2 separate regions of the Mus musculus genome follow, and region 2 is linked to region 1. A link is a contact called in public Hi-C data. All regions are on one chromosome and are shown on one strand. The core of a region is the stretch at or near the end of the contact, and the rest is flanking DNA. Distances in the headings are between cores, read along the strand shown. Region 1 overlaps Gm20757 (predicted gene, 20757). Region 2 has its middle 30 kb from the start of Gm25884.

Region 1 (6,823 bases), core at 1,544-4,043:
ATGGAGGAGCTTCGGGTAATCTTCACTTAGGCAAGGCATCCATCAAACAAAGCCCCCAGTCACCACCCCTAATACTGATGCATTTGACTTCACAAAGATCTCACTTTGATACAGATCCTACAGACAACACTGATAGTAGAAAAAGAACTAAGTGTGTACAACCAACAAGAGGTCACTTGTAATTAAATGAGAAACCATTGTCAACCATCAATAAAAATAGAGAAATGAAAAAAGATGCATAGTGGGAGGGGATAAGTGGAACATTTTAAAAGAATAGATTTGATTGTCTAATAAATATGACAGAACAATCAAGACCACAGTCATCAGAGAAAATACAAATTAAAGCCACAATGAGATGCCTCTTTAGAACCAACAGATGGGCAAAAATTAGTAAGTCCAATCTTGGAAAGCCATAGCAAAGATGTGAAGACATGGGGGTCCTGTGCACATGACAGAGGGATGTGTAATTGGAAATGCCATTCTGCACAGAACATGACTGTATGAAATACAATTAGACATGCAAATCTCATAACCCAGTAATCCATCTCTTGAGAATAGGCCTCTGACATGCTGACTTAGGTACATACCAAGATGCTTATGATGTTACCCATTGTGAAGGTGTCTGTGGAATACCACGGGTTGGATCAGTCTATCATATGTCTGCCACTGAATCAAGAGATACTCAGATGAAAGCTAGGTGTTCCTATCTCTCCCTCTCACTCACTGTCTGTTCTGCCCGTGTGTGTGTGTGTGTGTGTGTGTGTGTGTGTGTGTGTGTGTGTGTGTGGTATATTCACAAACACATATGAGGAAGGGAAAATGCAAGCCAATGTCTTCATCCCTTAAAATGAAGTAAGAGAAGATGAGTGTTACCAACTAAACTTTATACATTGCACTTTCCAAAAAGAAGTTAGTGAGAAACAAACGAAAGATTAACTACAAAATTTGCTCAGATCTGTAGCCTTTTGCACATACACATTTATTTGGGTCATTAGTTCACTGGCTTCTGGAAATGTGCCTTAGTTAGGGTTTCTATTGCTATGAGGAGCCAGCATGCCCATGGAAAGTCTTATAAAGGAAATCAATGTATTGGGGCTGGCTGACATTTCAGAGGTTTAGTCAATTGTCATCATGATGGGAAGCACGGTGGCATGCAGGCAGACATGATGCTGGAGAAGCAGCTGAGAGTTCTATATATGGATCAGCAGGCAACAGCAAAAGAGAGAGACACTGGGCCTGCCTTGAGCATCTGAGACCTCAAAGCCCACCCCCAGTGACACACATCCTCCAAGGTCACACCTACTCCAACAAGGCCACACCTCCTAATAGTGCTACTCCCTATGGGCTTGTGAGAGCCATTTTCATTCAAACCACCACAATTAAACATATCAATTAAGGATGCTCAGAGACTTTCTTCTAACCCCCATATTTAGTTCCACCAACATTTGGGGGCTCTCTTTTACTGACTTCAGTGTTTCCCTCATGACTTTGTCCAACTGATGACCCTTGCTATAACCTATGAGGAATATATCATAGTCTTTCTTTATAATCAAAAGAGAATGTGGATGGTATGTCTCCACGAACTGGAATGAGAAGGAATGCAAAGCCCACTATGGTGTTCCTTCCTCATCACCTGGTGTAGTTGGAGTCTCTAGAGAATAGTGCATAAAATAGGTGTAGTTTTTTGGAAACTTGGAGGACTTTCACAGCAGTCAGAAAAAATATAAGTTGACTTATTTTAAAGAAATTTCAACTTGGCTGGAGTGAGAGTTTCTTTTAGGCTAAGGTACTCAACGAACCATACTTTGGAAATGTCCAGAATGTTTTTCTCTGTGGAGAGAGCTATGGTCATCTCTAAGCCTTGGCTGGTTTTTCTGCCCTGCAGCTCTTCACTAATACTTAATTTACTGTCCGGGAGAAATACGATCATTGTAATCCCCACAGTATCCAGGGCTCTGGTCCTCTTCTGTTCCACATCTTTGCTTTACTTCCCTCAAAACACACCAAGAATCTGACTTGGCTGGCGGGTCATCAGATTCTGTTATGGGAACAGAGACACCTCACATCTGCCTGTGCTTTACAGTTTACCAAACACCTCAACTGCATTATCTACTGCATCCTCCTGACAATCCCTGGAATGTTCTTACCACTGTGCAGAAGAGATGTAGACTCTGTGGCATCATTTGTGTCCCATCATGGGCATGTCACTCTAAACTTTTTACATATTTTAATGGTACCTCATCGAACAAGAGAAAACAAAACTGTTATTATATCTAAACCCCCTCCAAATACTTTCATCTACCACTCCCACTAGAGAGGGAATCTTGGTATGTGGGCAGTTTGAGAGACATGTCTAATATCAGATCTTTAGCTGAGATGTGTGGGTGGTTAGAATTTGAATCTGGTGGTTCTGCCTCTGTGCCTCTTGCTTGGCCTTCAAATATAGTATTCATGCTTTTTCAGTTTTATGAGTGTTCTTGTTTTAACCATTAATCAGAGACACTATGGTACAGGCATGCTTCAGGGTGCTAAATGGTGTCTTCCACTAAGGGAGACTCTACAGATGCAGGGAAAGCTCTGAGAGAAAATAACCTGTCAGAAGTTACTCTATGGAGTTGGAATCTGAGCCTCACTGGCCAGGCTCAACCCTTTTCTCTGACTCTTGGACTGTGTTACAGCAATCCCCTAAGGAGCCCAGAGTGGGTTCTGAGGTAAAGTAGATTCTATGAGGGTTCCAATGGAGCCTTATGAAGCAATTGAGATGTGAAAGATGGCCTAGGAGATCTGTGTGAGTCAGATGTTAGTCAGTAGAGCGTGTTCCCTCTCCCCTTGGTTTCTGCCTCCCTCAGAGCTGCATCCTGCCTTAGCCTTCTGTTCTTTCATTTCTCACCAACACTTCCAATAGAGGGTAAAGAAGAGATAAGTGCCAGAGAGGGTGATTCACTGTGTACATTTTGGGGGTACCTCCAAGGTCTTCCTTGGGCCTCAAATCTATAATTCCATATCCTCAATGATCCCAGGAATTTGGGAAGTGCATGTTGAAACTCAAGCTCTGATTTGTAATTTTAAGCTAGTGTTTCCCTCAAAAGACCTTGCTTTGAAAGTCAGTGGCAAGAAGGAGCTTTGTAAAGATGCCTCATCAAAGATGAGATGGACAATTAGGTCAGAGACACCTTATCCATCAATACAGCTTCTTTCTTGGGTTGGTTTGCCAAGACGCATGGTGCAGGGAGCTAGTTTCCATCTCTTCCCACTGCTATAGCCTCAGTGTTTTCATTTTATCGCATCCTTAAATGTCTGTGTGTCACTGGGGACCCTGATGGATAGACATTTGGTGACTCAGAGCCTCTATTGTAACTGCTGGTAGCTAAACAACTCCATGACTTTCTCTCTGTACGTTAACAGGCGGCTCTTCCTATCACGTAGGATAAGCCAATTAGCATCAGTCTCACAGATGGAACCTCTGTGATGTCCCTGGAATCCACCCTCCCCTCCTCATTTCAACAGCTGCCACATTAATTCTGGTTCCTCTAAGCAGGCTGCACTCACTAGCTCCTACAAGGCCCCCTGGCACTGGCCCCTTCTCCTCACAACCATTCCACCCAAAGCTTTCAGCTTCTCTTTTTGAAGCCTGGCTTAATATGGACCATTTACAAGAAATGGATCTTAAAGGAGTCCCAGTGTCCACATCCCTGTGTCTTCTGGGCTTTCAGAATTCCTCATTTTCCCTGTGTAACATGCAGACTTTCACCTTGCATCATTTGCCAAGCTGTCTTATAAAAAAACGGATGGGCACATAAATCTCTTCCCTTCAGTGGTGAGCTGCCTCGAGGCAAGTAAGGACTTCTTGTGTGTCCCCAAAGTCCAGCCCAGAGCCCTGCTCACAGTAGGGTCCCTTCTGATTACTGAATCAGCAATGGGAACAGCAGGCTCTTAGTCTATCCTATGACTTCTCCTCATACAATGGATGACAAATGACAATCAAATACCATTCTAAACAGCATACCACAAGCCTGCTAGAATAGAGTTTAGTTGCAATATGGTCATACTCATTCATAATGTTTTGCATATGACATAGCTTATAATACACAGTTGCAGTACAGATCATCTGGGCTGGGAGGTCAGAAAATATTTGCTACCTGATATTTTACACAAGTGAGCAAGGCTGTGCCCATACATGAACGGCAGGAAATTTGCTTTATTTCTATATGTACCTCACAATCAATATTTATTGAACGAATGATTCGTCAGCTCAAGATTTAGCTAGGTGGCACAATTCAAACAATTGTTTTTAGTTTTGTGTTGAGATGAACCATGGTGAATAACCATCTGATAGTGGGTTCCTGCTTTCCACTCACTAATTAATTCAGTCGATGATGATTTTTAAATACTGTCTTTGTCATTGAGATGCACAGTGAGCAAAACTGACGTGATCCTTTCCTTTATGGAACTTAGCATCCTTGGAGGAAGACAGACATCAACCCACTGTCAAGGTTATCCTTTTGGTTGTTGTAAGAAAACAGGTGTCATGTAGTGCTGAATGCCTGTCCCAGGGAAGCAGCCTCCATCAGATAGGTCAGGAAGACAGCTATTTGTAAGCTCCAGACAGAAGGATTGCAAGTTCAGAGTCAGCCTGGTTAACTCCTAAATCAGCAGACAGTGGGTCTAAATAAAACTATAGTCATACAACAACAACAATAATAAATAATAATAATAATAATAATAATAATAATAATAATAATAATAAGCCAGAAGAACTCAATGGTAGAGCTCTTGCCTAGCATGTGCAAGGCCCTAGGCTCAATCCTTATTACTGAAACCAAACTAACAAGCAAACAAACAGATTAAAGTAAGAGTATCCCAGGATGGAAAAATCTCTAGATGACCCTGTCAGAAGGAGCTTGGTAAAGTGAGGGGAATGAATCAGAGGAGTTTCTCAAGCTGAGAGGAATGTTATGAACCCTGCTGGGGAGGAGAGGAAGGTCAGGACGAGAGCCTGTAGGGAGTTCTGTTCTTATTCTGTGAACTCATCTTCCTAAGAGATACCAGCCTGAACAAATCCAGAAACAACAGCATGGAATCAGCACCCAGATAGCACCATGAATGAGCACACAGAAGAGAACACAGAAGAACAGGCAAGGTGGTGCCAGAGGAAGGCAGGTGGGAGGAGACAGGCTTCAACACCCACTGTTAGTGGTTTCAAAGCCTACCCTTTCCCTCTGAGACAGACCGATCTTTCTGCTGACAGCTGCTTTCAACAATTGATTGTGTATTTCTTAATAAATCAAATTCTAGAAAATGACAGTCATGTTCTTAAATATTGTGATAGCTGAGACAGTAGCACCTAACACTCCTGGTTTTTTTTCAATTTCTTTTTCCTAAGCCCCCAGTTCATGCACAGTGCTGTCTCCTTGAGTAACCACTGTGCATACAGTCCCACACACTGGAATGTTGGGGTTGAGGCTCTTCGGTCACCCCCAGGTGCCGGACTCAGTAGCTCATTCATGGTGCTATCTGGGTGCTGGTTCCATGCTATTGTCTCTGAATCTGTTCAGGCTGATATCTCTTAGGAAGATGAGTTCACAGACTTGGCGGCAACCAGCCAGGACTAGGACAGCATCAACACTTGCTGCTGTGTTTTGTTCTGAAATTTGGGAATCGTTGGGGGTGCTCTTCCTGGCTGCGCTCCTCTCATCTGTGTGTTCTGTGGCAAAGAACTCCCTACTCCTTTTCCTTCTCCTTTGGAGAATGTGGACTGTGCTACCAGACAGAGGAACTGGTGGGGTTGAGCAGGCTCCGACCCCAGGGAATTGCAGAATTGAGAACTGCAGGAATGGAGCCAGCTCCCTGCTAAGCTCTACTTGTTCTAGAATGTGTAACCACAACACCCCACTGAGAGGACAATCATAAAAACCCGGAGTTCTCCGTGCTAATGAGACATTTAGAGAGGCCTCAAGTGTTCAGCCCATGAGCATCCCTTCCTACACGTTCCCTCCTGCAAAAGGTATTTAATTCCTGATTCACCCTGAGTAAAGTGTATCTATTCACATCTGCTATCAAGTAGAATGGTTTGGACAAACACAGACTGTCTCTTCATCGAGGACTGCTTTATCTAAATAGTGCTGAGAAGGACTTCTTACCCAGCCCCTCCGTACTGTCGGGACTCACTTCTAACCAAGCCCCTTGAGGCAAAGTGCTTAGCCCCCACATTGTCTCCCCACTAGGTCATGAAATGTGCACTTTTCTCTATTGCCAGCCTTGCCCAGTGTGTGCAGAACACTGGTTCCATCACCAGCACCCACCAAAATGAACACTCACAATGCCCACACTCAATGGGAAGTATAGACAAGAAGAACAAAAGTTGAAGGCTAGTCTTTTCCATAGCAAGATTGAGGCCAACCTGGAAGACATGAGACACTGTCAGAAAAGAATTCCCTTCACTTCCCAGCTAAAGGACAGAGTCTCATTTTATTCAGACCCTTGAGCTAAATGAGGCTGGCTAAATGGAGGTGTCATTAACATGGGAGATTTCCTGTTGTAAGCTGTGGCACCATAGTTGATAGAGAAGTCTCTGGAATCAGCAAGAGCTTGGTCAGCTTGGCCTATTCCAGGCAGCTAAATGACATAAGAGGATGTCATGGTTTTATGTCTGGTAACACTCTAGCTCACATCCTTCATTTTCTGTTTGATTAAACCATTTGAATGGCATCACAGACATTTCTTAGAGAGAGAGAGAGAGAGAGAGAGAGAGAGAGAGAGAGAGAGAGAGAGAGAGAGAGAGAGAGAGAGAGAGAGAATCATTCATTTCTGACTTGCATGGTTC
Region 2 (6,823 bases), core at 2,242-4,741, 200 kb before region 1:
AGTTGACCTGAATGATGGCAATTCTCAATTCCCGAAGGGTCTGTTCAAATTCAGCCGTCCAATTCTGTAACATATACTGAGAAAGACTTTTTAACAAATTAGCTGCCCTAGTAAATTTCTCATACTGAATGGAAGTAACGCATAATGAGAGGTCCCCCAAGCTCCCGACAAACCCTGAGCCAGTCTTGTAAACCTTTGTTCTTTCTTGGGGCTATGGCCGCTCTGCATTCCTGCGTGGCTTGCTCATAAATAAGCTATTCTACCAGAGGTGCGGCTTGCTCTGAATCTCCAAAAATACGCTCTGCTGCCTCTGTCATTCTGGCCACAAAATCTGAGAAGGACTCCTGAGGTCCCTGGACGATCTTTGTTAGTTGTCCAGTGGCTTCACCTGCTCGGGAGAGCGCCTTCCAGGCCCTAATAGCCTTTTCATCTGATTCAGAACTACTAAGAACTGGCTCCTTGAGCTCACCTAGTGATGAGTATAGGCTCCTTCTCCTAGAGACCTCTGCTAATTGATCTTTTTTCTTTTCTTTTTCCTTCTCCTTCCTTCTAATCTCTCCCCAGGTATTCTTACCTGACCTAAACTTTTCCTCGGGTTCAAGACCCGTGGAAAGGCCTGTATACTTATTTTGTGTACCATATTTCCTCTTTGCTCCTACTCTCTCTCCCCGCTTTACTTCTGATAGATTGCCCTGAATTTCATCCAGAATTTTCAGCCCTGCCTTAACCACTTGATAACATGTGAAAAGGAACAAAAAGGCTCCTAACACCAGAGAAAGTTCAAGGCCAAACATACCTTGTAAAGCTATTTCCCACTTTACTTCTGATAGACTGTCTTGAATTTCGTTAGAAAGTTCAAGACCAGACTTACCTTGTAAAGCTATACTTACGGGTACCCTGTTCCCCAGCTGAAGAGTTCTGAATTCACGCAGTTGAATCCTTCTCAACAGTCTGTTTTACGGGAACACTTCATTACCACCGTTCCCCAGCTGAAGAGTTCTGAATTCATGCAGTTGAATCCTTCTCAACAGTCTGTTTTACGGGAACACTTCATTACCACCGTTCCCCAGCTGAAGAGTTCTGAATTCACGCAGTTGAATCCTTCTCAACAGTCTGTTTTACGGGAACCTTTATGACCGTGACCCGCAGTTCTGGTTCCGGAATGAGGGATCTTCCTTGCGCCTGTGATGGTAACCGTCCCAGGTTTTCTCGTCCCAGGTCTTCTCGTCCCAGGTCTTCTCGTCCCAGGTCTTCTCGTCCCGGGATTTCTCGTCCCAGGTCTTCTCATCCCAGGTCTTCTCGTCCCGGGTCTTCTCGTCCCGGGTCTCAGCACCAACTCTTACACGCGTTCGCGACCGGCCAGGAAGAACGCAACAAACCGGAATCTTCTGCGGCAAAGCTTTATTGCTTACATCTTCAGGAGCCAGAGAGCAAGAGTGCAAGAGTGCAAGAGAGAGAGAAAGAACAAGAACAAGAAAGCAAGAGAGAGAAAAAGAACAAGAAAGCAAGAGAGAGAAAAAGAAAGCAAGAACAAGAGAGAGAAAAAGCAAGAACAAGAGAGAGAAAAAGAATGGCAAAACCCCGTCCCTTTTAAGGAGAATTATCCTCCGCCTAGGACGTATTACTCCCTGATTGGCTGCAGCCCATCGGCCCAGTTGTCATCACGAGAAAGGTAGAACACATGGCGGGAAAACTGCCCCTGCACGTGTGCAGATTATGTTTACCACTTAGAACACAGCTGTCAGTGCCATCTTATAATGGCAAATGTGAGGGCGGCTTCCCACAAGTATGCTGAAGTCTCTCTGTTTGATGGTATTATATAGATAGTATGGAAGAGACTGGGAGAAGTGTATGGTATGTGTGTGTGTGTATGTGTGTGTGTGTGTGTGTGTGTGTGTTTATGTGTGTGGGTGCGTGTAGGGTATATTGGACACAATTCATAGGGACAATCTAAAGAAGGAAAGATTTATTTTGGCTCCCCGCCCCCCTTTTTTAAAAGAGGGTTTCAGTTTACCATGCCCAGGAAGGCTTGGCAAGATCATAGAGGCCACTCTTCCCATCACAGAGGAGCTATGAGCCTAGATCTAACCCTCAAGGGTCTATCCACAGTGGCCTACTTCTGTCAGCTAGGTGTTTCCCACGCATGCTTCATAGATGCCCAAAATAATGAAACAAGCTCTGGGACAAAATTTCTAAATGTTAGCCCCTAAGGGGCATTCATCACACATAGGGGGAGGGAGAGGGAGAGGGAAAGAGAGAGAGAATGAATGCTGAGTAGATGAGATGACAAATTTGAAGTGTTGAGGCTAGAAAACCCCTTTGTCCAGCTCCTTGAGGACCATCAGAGACATAGAGCCAGAAAGTTGCAAACCCAGATTACCAAGATGGGATATACATTCCAGGGCCAGTTCTTGGCCTGAGAGGAAGCATTTTATATTTATTCACTCTTGTTTATTATCAGTAGACTTGAGAGAGGATGCCCACATTACCCTTCCTTATTGAAACACCTTGAGTTAGTTTTCCCATCAGTATAGATTTGAACCTTTGAAAAGCGGGGTTAGGATGTTTCCTGTTGTACATAGACCGTGGAATGCTGGGCTGGTGTAGGTGATCATCTTGAGACGTGTTAATCTGCTACACTATGTGATATATACTTCATATATACGGGGGGAATCTCACACACGAGACACTTTAAGAGACAACATCTCTAGTGTCAGAGATTTTCAAAGTGATTTCTTCTGGTAGAGAGAGCTTGCTGCATATTTCCTATGAGTCAAGCACCTTCTTGCAGGATTTTCTTTTTAGTAGTAGCTCAGTTTCCTTCACAGTCTACTCCCCACCAGTCCTATTTCTTAGTATTAAATGCCATATTCAATGGTATTAATGTCATATTCATAGATGGAGAGAAGACGGGCAGGAGTCCCTGACTAATTCCCTTCTTCTGAGTAGTCTTGAAGGTGAGCAAAAAGATGATGGATAAGTGGTAGGAGAATTTCTTCTTCCTTTCTCTTCCTCTCTGCCATTTTCACATATTCATTTTGATGGTGAAGCAAATAAAAGAAATAGCAAAGCATGAGATCATTTTTTTTTCTTTTACTGGCTATAGTGGAATCAGAAAAATGCAGAAGTGTTGAGATTGGGTGTAACGTGTGGAGAGATCATTCTTTGCAGTTGCCTGGAGAGTGTGGGAATGTTTAGGGCCAGTGTGTTATTTGCTAGGCTGCCTGTCTTCTTGACCCGATGCATTGGCATCTGAGAGAAATAGATCTCGGGAGAGAATTTATTTGGGTCACCATAGCAACAGAAGGGGGGTACATGAAACAATCTGTCTGTAGGCCTATAAAGAGTGCACACAAGCCTGCGTGGCAACTTCAGTGCTTGCTTCTTTGGGTTTAAGTGTAAAATCTAATATTTAATTTTTTTCCAATGGCATTCAAACTTTTCTCTGGCCAATGGTGGTTAATGTGGTGTGACTCAGGCTTTGCTGTCTGATGTCTCCTTCAGAAGTTAGATTCCTCCAGGGAGTCAGTGACTGTTACACTTTTGAGTCATAACACCCGTCTAGTAGGAATAAACTTTTAACAAAATTATCTTGTTCTATCTTTTTTTAGTTTCTGACTAATAAAAAAAATGTTCTTTTTACCAGTGTGTACTAACACCAGGAGCGCTGTTTTATCATTCCATTACCGAGCTGAACGTTTTAAATGTCATTTTGAAGAACATTTTCCCGAGCCTCTCACAAAGAAATGCCTTTCATGTTGGGATTCAATATGGGAATTTAATTCAACCTTGCGCTGAGATGCGGGAAAGATTAACAGATTATGGGATGAAAATGGGAATTTAAATGGCAGATCAAAGAGTGTTGAGTAGGCTGTCTTCTTCTCCGGCTAAGAGGCGGATGAATAAAAACAAAGCACACGTATTTGAAAAGGAGCAGGCATCAAAGAGCGTCACACGTGTTTGCTTCAAATCTCCATGCTGGAAACCAGGTGTTAGGATGTGTGGACACACTGAAACATCAAGAGACTGAAACATTTACCTCTGTGATGACTTTCTCCTCCTCTGCCCTGTTTCTACGTCTTCACCCTTGTCTAATCCCAGGCTTTCTTGAACTGCATCTCCTGCTTTGACTCTAGCTCCTGTGCAGAACCTCCAGTATAGCTCCTGTGTAAGCCACATTGGGTCTGCCTAGGCACTGAGTGGCATGGTTGACTTTCTCCATGTGCCTGGAAATGTCTCATATTTAGCACTGATCATCCCAGACAGTTCTTTAGGCCCAGACAAACCTAGCACCTAGAGTTACTTCTGATTAACAGCTATTTGTATCACCACTTTGCCAGTGGCTCCAAAATATGCTGTGTTTGTATATAATTAGCCACATGTATCTATTTAATATTTAAATAATTAAAATTAAACATGGTCAAAGTTTTAGTTCCTGAGTCTCTAGGCTTGGACTCAATACCCCCTCTATTGGATAATGCAGACACAGGACATCAATAGACAATCAATATCAACATTATAGATGATAGTGCTGGTTTATGTAACACAACTCCTAAATGTAGGTGTTGGGAGAGGTAGGGACATGCAAAGTTTCCCTATGATTTGTGGGTTAGATAGAATGCTTGCTAGAAGCATAGCGGTCTAAAAGAAACAAACACACCTTTGTATGTACTTCACTTTGAAGTTCTCCTAATGCCGACTATGGAACACAGAATACGGCTATCTATCATCCTTAATGGGCCATTCATCAAGCAAGTATTGAGCACTGGTGCTGCGGATACCGTGATGAATTATGGTGTCTGTATTCTAGTAACTTATGGTCTAAATGAGGAGAAGAGCGTGAGACCACATAATAAGGATTGGTTAGCAACTCAGGGTTGTGGGCTGTTCAGGGATGATACCTGAATTGGACTGAGCAGGGACAAGCCATTCAGTCTGTAAGCAAGGGCTAGAACTCAGGAGCTACGTCCTCTAAGTTGGAATCCTGGTTCCTCCTGCCCGTGGGATTTTGAGCTAGTGTTATAACCTGATCTTATTAAATGGGGGCGGGTAATACATTTCCTACAAGCTTGTTGTCCTGCTTCAATGCATTAGCATTCAGAAGGCTCATTGTCCAGGTCCTGGCCAAGGGCATGTACAATATAATTATTTATTAAATCAATCAAGCAGGCAATGTAGGATAACACGCAAGGCTCTGAATGTGAACAACAGAGATGTGGATTTCATGGTTGGGCAAGAGTACTAGAGGCTTTCTAGGACTGTAGTGTTTGCAGCATCCTTGGTGGTTGGTATAGCAATATGGCTGTGAATGGGGCAGTGGGATGTGTAGAAGAGGTGAGAGGAGAAAAAGACTGAGGAGAGAGCTGATGAGGATCACAGTGAGTGGGAAATACGAATATGTCAGGTTAATGGATGAGAAGTCCTTGAACTTTCAAATACAGGGCAGGAGGTGAGGTGCACACTTAGAAAAAAAATTCTAGTTTGGGTTCCAGAAAATTGCAATCAAGAAAATAGGGTCTAAAATCCAAGGAGGGCTGAGGAAGTTAAAGAGAATCATTGACTAATTAGATGTGTGGAATGATTGACAGGGGTGGGGTGGGGTAGGGGAAGCCCGGTGACAATGAATTTATTAGTTAAACTAATAAGCCTGAGAATAAAACGGAAACATGGTAAGTTTGCAGGCCAACTTCAGTGGCGGTTTTCCCTGCTTCTAGCAGATGTCACAGAAGACATGCCACACTTGCTAACCAATCTACAGTGAACTTGTAGATGGAACTTTCATCATTTTTAAAGAAAATATCTCTGAGATATAGAGAAAGATAAAGGGGAGACTTGAGGGTGGCACCTGGCAGAAAGTTTAACATTATTCTGTTATTCTAAGTTATTGCTTTGTCTTTAGAAAAGTAATAAAAGCTTATTTCCTTTATAACTTCATCTGTGTGCTCAGGGCTGTCACCTTCCCCCCACATTAGTATTAGATTTTAATAAAGGACAACATGGAGTGAAGAAAGATGTTTGCTTAATCTCAAGAGCAGAGCATGCAATTTAGTTTGGGGGAAAGTTTCTAATATTGTTTTTATTTTCTCAGTGCCTTGAAAGTGATATTTGACTTTATTTAACTGCAAACAGAAAATAAGGCTGTGTTTTGCTAATGCTTAAGACTGGGGCATGCCACTGTGCACTGTGAGCATGCGCGCAGGGCTGGGGGAGGGGGACGTTCCTCACTTGTTTTACTGTTTTACTTCTTGGTAGCATTTTGCAGCCAGAAAAGACTTGAGTGTGCTGATTAGCAACAGGCTCTCAAGGGGCTAGGGATGTAGCTCAGTCTCTTGAGGGGCTGAGGACGTAACTTACCATGTGTGAGGCTATGGGCTTCATGCTCATCAATGAGAGCAATGAAAAGGGTCTCCCCAGATCATCTTCTCTCCTTCCAACTGCTGTACATTTAACAGTGCCATTAGATGATCTCAATGTCTGAGCCTCCTATGGTTCATGAGTTTTGGTCCTTAACCCAGAGCTATTTCCTTCATGGTGATGCCCCAGGTCTCCCAATGAGTGCCCTTTCCCTCACAGTGTCTTCTGAGGGTGCCAGCATTCCTAGCTAGGAAATACAAAGCCAGATTTTCCCATAACTAGATCTTTCCATCTGATATCATCACTCCCTACTTCCCACCATGAGAACTAGATCTTTCCATCTGATATCATCACTCCCTACTTCCCACCATGAGATACCAGTAGGCTGCTTCCCCACACCACCAATATGTCTCATTTCTCTTTTTCATTTTGTTTCTTGGGTCTGAAAAAAGATTATAACAAAATGGCA

Evidence for each region. Hi-C and Micro-C count contacts between places; a contact is called where the count stands out from the background.
Region 2: a contact with region 1 is called in a Hi-C map of adipose-derived mesenchymal stem cells, with 3 times the contacts expected there. The contact joins two enhancer-like sites. A contact is called at or near these places in 9 of 484 Hi-C or Micro-C datasets (adipose-derived mesenchymal stem cells, cerebral cortex, embryonic fibroblasts and 4 more) and 1 of 115 datasets of contacts at active chromatin or transcription factors (a colorectal cancer cell line).

The regions. Positions count from the first base shown.
Region 1 is chr10:92,311,496-92,318,318 of GRCm38.p6, reverse strand. All of the region lies in intron 2 of Gm20757 (predicted gene, 20757), which reads left to right. Among named protein-coding and RNA genes, the nearest start is that of Gm20757, 60 kb to the left of the region's middle. Within about 2 kb of position 2,793, at least 13 of the 459 cell types and tissues checked have an H3K27ac peak or open chromatin away from gene starts, as enhancers often do. A contact at or near this core is called in adipose-derived mesenchymal stem cells, where this site is marked.
Region 2 is chr10:92,513,764-92,520,586 of GRCm38.p6, reverse strand. No RefSeq gene overlaps it. Among named protein-coding and RNA genes, the nearest start is that of Gm25884, 30 kb to the right of the region's middle. Within about 2 kb of position 3,491, at least 10 of the 459 cell types and tissues checked have an H3K27ac peak or open chromatin away from gene starts, as enhancers often do. A contact at or near this core is called in adipose-derived mesenchymal stem cells, where this site is marked.